Linked DNA regions of Sus scrofa: region 1 is linked to region 2. Evidence: chromatin contacts called from public Hi-C data. All regions are on one chromosome and are shown on one strand. The core of a region is the stretch at or near the end of the contact, and the rest is flanking DNA. Distances in the headings are between cores, read along the strand shown.

Region 1 (3,290 bases), core at 517-3,016, 130 kb after region 2:
CAGCCCACAGTGGACGATGGAGCGCAGATTAATGAGAGCAGGAAAGGTGCTCTAGTAGGGGTGGCCCTGGTGGGGGAAGTCAGGGAGGGCTTCTGGGAAGAAGTGGTGCCTGATCTCAGGGAGGCATAGGGCTACCAGGGGGGTTAGAGGTTGAGAGGCTGAGAGCAGACAGTCAGTGCCAAGACCCAGAGGCAAGAAGGAGCACATCACTTCTTTTCCTCCTGCTGGCCCTGCCTGGACCTTCCTTCCCCTCACCTCCCCCCATACATCTCCCCTCCCTGACCTCCCCACCCACGCCCTGGTGGCTTCTCCAAAGACCGGAAGATGAGGTGGGAATCCAACCCCACAACTCTCAGATGAGGAGAAACTGCTCCAAAGGAAAAACAAAACAAAACAAAACAAAACGAACCCACACATATATTAATTCCATTGTTTCCACTCCCAGATCCTGCCTGAAAAACAAAAACAAAATCAAAATCAAATCCCAGCCGGGAGGCTTTCTTTTGCAAAAGCGTTCACGTAGGGGGTTGAGTGGTGAACCAGCCTGGACCCCCAGTGAGATGGAGACGGGAGACCCAGGGCCTTTGACCGTGGGCCTCCTCATGCCCCTGGGTGAGTGAGCCCTCGGTGGGTGCCCGTGCTCTTCCCTAACCAGCCCACTCAATCCCCAGGCAGCTTCCCTTCACACCCATATACCTGATGGGCTGGTCACACAGCAGAGCTGGGATTTGAATCTGGATCTCTCTGACCCCAGAACTGCTAGCTTGCCCACTGCATGCTACAGTTCACAGGGCGCTAGGAGCTGTGAATGAGGAGGAAAATGCTGGCAAACTCACCTCCTGCATGTCCAGCTGCATCTGCTAATATGACCAAGGTTGGGGAGATCACTCCTCAAGTCAACCATTTTCACATACTTGCATCGTCAAGAATGTCCACTCCACTTATGTGGAGACAGGTTAAGGGGAAGACGGACTGGGGGTTTGGGATAGAAATGTTCTAAAATCAGGTTGTGGTGGAGTTCCAGCTGTGCTCAGTGGTAACGAACCTGACTAGTATCCATGAGGATGCGGGTTTGATCCCTGGCCTCGCTTGGTGGATAAAGGATGTGGTGTAGCTGTGAGCTGTGGTGTAGGTTGCAGATGTGGCTTGGATCTGGTGTTGCTATGGCTGTGGCATAGGCCAGCAGCTACAGTTCCAATTCAACCCCTAGTCTGGCAACCTCCATATGTTGTGGGCACAGCCCTAAAGAACAAAATAAAATAAAATGAGGTTATGGTGATAGTTGTACAACTATAAATATAATAAAATTCACTGAATTAAAAAAAAAAAAGAATGTCCACTCCTGCCCCCATCCTGACTGGGTTCTTAACCTCTGACAGGGACACTGGGAGGCTCTGCAGTGAAGGGGACAGGACTGGAGGTGCAGCCCCATGGGACACTTTTCAGAAAATGGGAAGTCGAATGGGAAGTTAAAATCTGGCTCCTTCTAGCACTGTGGTCCCTTGGGAGTGTCCCTTGGAGCCTCCCCACCAAGGCCTCGCAGTGCCAGGCCCAGGCAGTGCTACCCGCCTCCCTTGGCCACCTGAGGAGGGTGTGATTAGGCCCAGTTTAGGGATGAGGACACTGAAGCCCAGCACAGAAGCAGGCCTGGTGGACCCCATGCAGGGGCCTGGTGCCTCCTTCCCACTTCCCTACAGGATTGACCTCAACAGCCCCTGGCTGGGCTTTTCCCAGAGCTGAGGCCGGAAGCACAGGTCACGAGTGTTTGTTCAGGCGAGGCTGGGGCTCCGGGCAGGCGAGGCGGAAACGGGCCACAAGATGTTTGTCCAAGTGGGGGTCAGGCTCTGCGGCCAGGAGTTAGGAGGAAGGGCCGGAGGAGGAGAGGCCCAAGTCAGCACGCCCAGGGCCTGGGCTCTGCTTCCAGGCCTTGCCTGCTTCACCCACAGGGTCAGGGCGGCACCTGGTAGGCACTTGGTGGATGAGGAATCATGGAGCAAGGAAGGAGAAGCCTGTGCCTCCCTCAGCCAGGGCCCAGGGCCCATCCCCCCACCCCACCCCCAACCTCCAATCTTTGGGAAACTTACAGGCCCCACCTCCTAAACATAACAAGAGTCTGAGCCCTGCTCCCCACCTACTCTGCTACCCAGGTCCAGCAGTCTTCTGGCCTGGTCCTGCCCTGCCCCCCCTGCCCCTTGCAGTCTATTCTTCTCTTGGCCTTGGTGCCAAAGAGATCCTCTTAACATGCAAATCAGATCTTGTCTATTCTTGCTCAACATTGACCCAGGCCCCCCACCTCCCTGAGAGCAAAAGCCATCTGTTATGGGCTGAACTGTGTCCCCCCAAATTCATAATGTCCCAACCCCCATACCTTGGAATGTAGTCTTGGAGACAGGGCCTTTTAAGAGGTGATTAAGTTAAAATGAGGTCATATGGGTGGGCCCAGGCCAACAGGACTAGTGACTAGTGACACTTAGAAGAGATGAGCACAGAGGCTTGTACACACGTGAAGAAAGACCATGTGAGGATGGAGTGAGAAGGGCTCCATCTGCAGGCAGAGGAGAGGGAGTCCTCAGGGCAAACCAGACCTGTCCGCGGGCACCTTGATCTTGGACTTCGGACCTCCAGAACTGTGAGATGAGAAATTTCTGCTGTTGAGCTGTGGGGGCTGTGTTACCCAGACCGACCAAGACAGTGTCCGATCTGGTGCCCTCACCAACCTCGGCCCCTCCCACTGTGCCCATCGCTCTCTGCAGAAGCAACATGGGCCTGGTCTCCTGGCCTTCACCTTTGCTATTCCCTCTGCCTGTTACACCCTTTTCCCAGGGCGGCTAAAATGTCCCCCTTCAAAGAGGCCCTCCCAGACCAAAGAAATCTTTGGGGCTATCATCCAACTCTCCAGCTAGACTGGGACCGCCACCAGGCCAGGGGCTCTGTGCCTGACAGTGTGCATCACACAGTGGATATGCAATAAAGATTTATTGAAGGCACGTGGGCAGGCCCCTCCTAGCATCACCTCTCCATCTTCCAAAACTCAGATCACAAGGGCTTCAGAGGCAGATCCCGGCTTCCAGGTGCCCGTGGATGCAGGCAGTGGCCCCCAGTGATCCAGCTTCCTTCCCACATCCTTAGCTTCCAAACACAGCACCTGTGTTCACTCCCCTCATTCCTCTTTCAAGGACTCTTCCAGAGGCTCTACATAGACTGAATGCACCCCTCCCCCAATTCACATGTTAACTCCTAACCCGCAAAATGATTGGTGGACTTTTGGGGTAATTAGGTCATGAAGGTGG
Region 2 (3,370 bases), core at 99-2,598:
ATCTGGAGACCTACTGCCTGGCAAGAAGGTATTCTGAGCCCTCCATCCCTTGCTCATGTGGACCCTGCCTGACCCGTTCAAGGGATCCCTCTCTTGTTACTGCTGTGCAAGGCTCTACTTCATCCTGCTTCCTGCTGTGGCCCATGCCCAGTGGGTCTGTGTTCTCCAGGGCGTCTGGTTCATTGTTATATAGCTCTTAGCTCAAGGAGGTTCCATGATCTGTTTAATCTCCTTGCCTCCCCTTTTAGAATATTCCGAGGGGGATGAGGGCCAGGTCCCCAGCCCCTGACAGGATGCCTGGCCCTGAAGGATGAGATGATGAAGTCACATTGTGGTCACCTGTGAGGCAGCCAGAGGCCAGATGACTTGCTCATTTCCCCATTTCTTTGGATGGAGGATGTTGTGCAGCTAAGTAGGGACACATGTGGCCAGGATTGTCATTGTGCTTTTTAAACTCTGAGGGTTCCTGGACCTGGACATTCCCCCAGGTGTGTGTCAGCCCACTTCATAGAGGGCTGTGTAAAGGAGCATGCCTGGATAGAAAGGGCAGCAAAGCCACTAAAGATCAGCCTGACGTGCAGGGTTATGCTCCTCTAAACCACTTGCAGAATCTGATAGCGCCAAGATGCTTAGCTAACTTCAATTGCCAGTGGAAAACTGCCTCAAAGTTCCTAGCAGCCCATGGGTTAAAGTCTCTGACATTACTGTACTTGTAGGATTTCCCTAAGAGTTTGGCTTCCAGGGACTGCAGTCCCTGCCTCCCCCTTCCTTCCAGAAACCATCTGTGTCCTTTGTCTCCCTCTGTGCCAGCACCACGGGCTCTGGGCACCCTGTGTTTGTGCCCCGCTGGTCAGTGTGGCTGTCCCTGGTCACTGAGGTGGGTCTGCAGTCTCTTCCCAGGCAGTCTCGCCCCATGGCTGCCACCTCAGGGCTCAGACTGGCCTTGTCTGCCCTCCTTCTTAGGGGTTCCTCCCAGCCAGCCCCATCCCTGGCTGCAGGATCCCAGCTTTGTTTCCCTAATCACAGAGTGAGTGATGAAACCAGGGCTTCTTTGCCATTCTTCGTGTGGACAGATCCCAGGGATAAAGCCGTGCCTCCCTGGGTGGCAGAACCCTCCCAAATACACGGTGATTAATCAGTGCTCGTTTCTTTCCCTCCTCATGGGCTCACTTTATAAAGCTTGACTTCCCACCCATAGCCAGTCACCCACTTGTGCAGCTAGAAGGTAGCTGATTTGCTCTTTGCTCTTTGCTCTCTTCCCCTGTAGGCCTTCACCCGAGTGCAGGACTTCCGCTATTTACAGCTCATCAGCAGCATCGAGGTGACAGATGGCGTCCTCTTCTCAGGGAAGCGCAGACATGCTGACAGTGCTGTACAGGCAGCTCTAGCAGGCGGGGCCGAGAGGACACGGGGACAGAGCCCACGGGTGTCTGGGCTTCCTGACCACAGCCTTGCGATGGGGGCAGAGTGCCACGCGGGAGAACTGGCGTGTGGGAGCAGGGAGGGCGTCTGCCACTTGGCAGCTGGGGGAGACACGGAGGCCCTTCCCTCTGAGCTTGGGTTTCTCGGTTGTGAAGTGGAATGAAACCTGCCTCCTGGGGTTGCTGGGGGGTTTAAACAGGTTCTTGGTAACTGGATTTCCTCCTCCCTGTGGCTGTTAGCTAGTTACCACCCCACAAGGCGCCCACAATGTGCCAATGTAGGAGGCATTTCTCAGACCACATGGTCCATATCCACCCTCAGCTGCAGACCCTGGGGAGGGAGGCGTGGCCCTGAACTGGGTGCTGGGGAGCTCTGATCCCTTCGCAGCCCACCTGGGGACAAAGGAGCAGAGTTGGAGGCTAGTTTTGCCCGCACCGTTTGCTAGGTGATGGCAGACAGTATTCATCATTCCCTGTGCCTTCATGCTTTCTGTCTGTCTGTGAAAAGGTGCACACATTCTTCCCCTAGCAGATTTATTGTGAGGCTATGAGAGTGTGAGACACAGTTGAATCCACATATGGAAGCAGCGAGGAGATTAGCCAGTGTCTCGTCCCTTCGATTCAGTACTGCTTTATAAACACCTGTCGTGGACCGAGCCATGTGCTGAGCCCAGTGGGCAGAGAACTGAGTGGAAGAGAGGCCTGCAGGAGCTCACAGCCTACTCGGCTTAATAATAGGTGCCATTTGCAGTGCCTGCTCTGTGAGCACACGTGATCCTGTGTACATGGTTCCAAATCCTCATAGCAACTTAATGAGGCAGCTGCTGTTCTTACCCCTGTTTGATAAATAAGGAACCTAAGGCTCAGAAAGGCTATGTCACGTCTCCAAGGCAAAAAGATCAGCTGGAATTCAAGCCAGTTCCCTTTTCCAAACTCGTGCTGTCCTTACTCCAGGCCATGCTGTTTCTGGGCACTCCACGCCCGACACCCCCTCTCCCTCCCCAGCACAGAAATAAGAGCAGCTGCACGGCATGGCAAAGGACTTGTTCAGAGTCATCTGCCCAGTATGCCCAGTACTGCTTATCGTCGGGGGCCAAGTTTGTCACCTGTTGTGGGCCGAGCCATGGATCTTCTGGATCTAGTGGTCTCAATCCAAAATCATGAAACATAATTTTCCTGTATGCAAAAGTAACCACCCTCCTTGTGGACCAGCTCTGGCCATCAATCACATGTTGTTGAGGTCATGTCACTGCTTCTCCGGGTATGCTGTGAGCTGGGCCAAGTACACTTATCAGAAATGTCCCTTGCAAAAGAGTCAAGTGCCTTTGAGTGAGGATCCTTTTTGTTTGCTCCAAGGCCTGAGTTGCTTGCTTCTATGCATCAGCATTGTTCCCAAGAACCCAGCCTCCTTCCTGGGCCCCTTTGACCATCAATGAGGTGGGAAGAGAGCCTCTCCATGTGGCCCCCACCCACTGAGTGCACTGAATGCTTTGTATTGATTGTGGCAAGATCCCAGGGCCTGGGATGGATTTGGCCTAAATCCCGTGCCTAGTGAGACCTATTTCCTTATCTCTGCAAGGTTTGAATTCATTTCCTACTATTAGGAATTAGTGTATTTGGCTGATTAGCTTAAACTATTTGTAGTTTGGGGTTGGGCCTTTTTTGTTTTTTGTTTTTTTTTTTCCTTTTTTTGGTTTTTAAAAATTACTTCTGTTATTGGGGAAGCATGCTGCCTCCAGCTGTTAGAACTTTCACCAGCTTGTCTAGGAGTTTGATTCAGTGTCTCATCTTCCTCCACTGTGATATGCTTGCTAGAAAACAAGCAAAGAGAAACCGCTGAGGATGAGGACTGGTGCTATTAAGTGTTTACACATACTTGAGCTGTAGACTAGTGACTGTTCCCTAACACAGGACGGGGGGTGCAGATTACTTCTCACCCTCAGCACTGC

Evidence for each region. Hi-C and Micro-C count contacts between places; a contact is called where the count stands out from the background.
Region 1: a Hi-C map of liver shows a contact between it and region 2, with 6 times the contacts expected there. The contact joins two enhancer-like sites. A contact is called at or near these places in 2 of 5 promoter capture datasets (fetal skeletal muscle and liver), 32 of 47 Hi-C or Micro-C datasets (adipocytes, adipose tissue, alveolar macrophages and 16 more) and 2 of 2 datasets of contacts at active chromatin or transcription factors (alveolar macrophages and skeletal muscle).

What each region holds. Positions count from the first base shown.
Region 1 is chr13:69,010,560-69,013,849 of Sscrofa11.1, forward strand. No RefSeq gene overlaps it. Among named protein-coding and RNA genes, the nearest start is that of PLXND1, 16 kb to the left of the region's middle. Within about 2 kb of position 1,767, at least 28 of the 83 cell types and tissues checked have an H3K27ac peak or open chromatin away from gene starts, as enhancers often do. A contact at or near this core is called in fetal liver, liver, retroperitoneal adipose tissue and 1 more, where this site is marked.
Region 2 is chr13:68,876,668-68,880,037 of Sscrofa11.1, forward strand. IFT122 (intraflagellar transport protein 122 homolog) reads left to right here. Exons shown (of 30, transcript XM_021069363.1): 16 at 1,268-1,321. Among named protein-coding and RNA genes, the nearest start is that of RHO, 30 kb to the right of the region's middle. Within about 2 kb of position 1,349, at least 29 of the 83 cell types and tissues checked have an H3K27ac peak or open chromatin away from gene starts, as enhancers often do. A contact at or near this core is called in fetal liver, liver, retroperitoneal adipose tissue and 1 more, where this site is marked.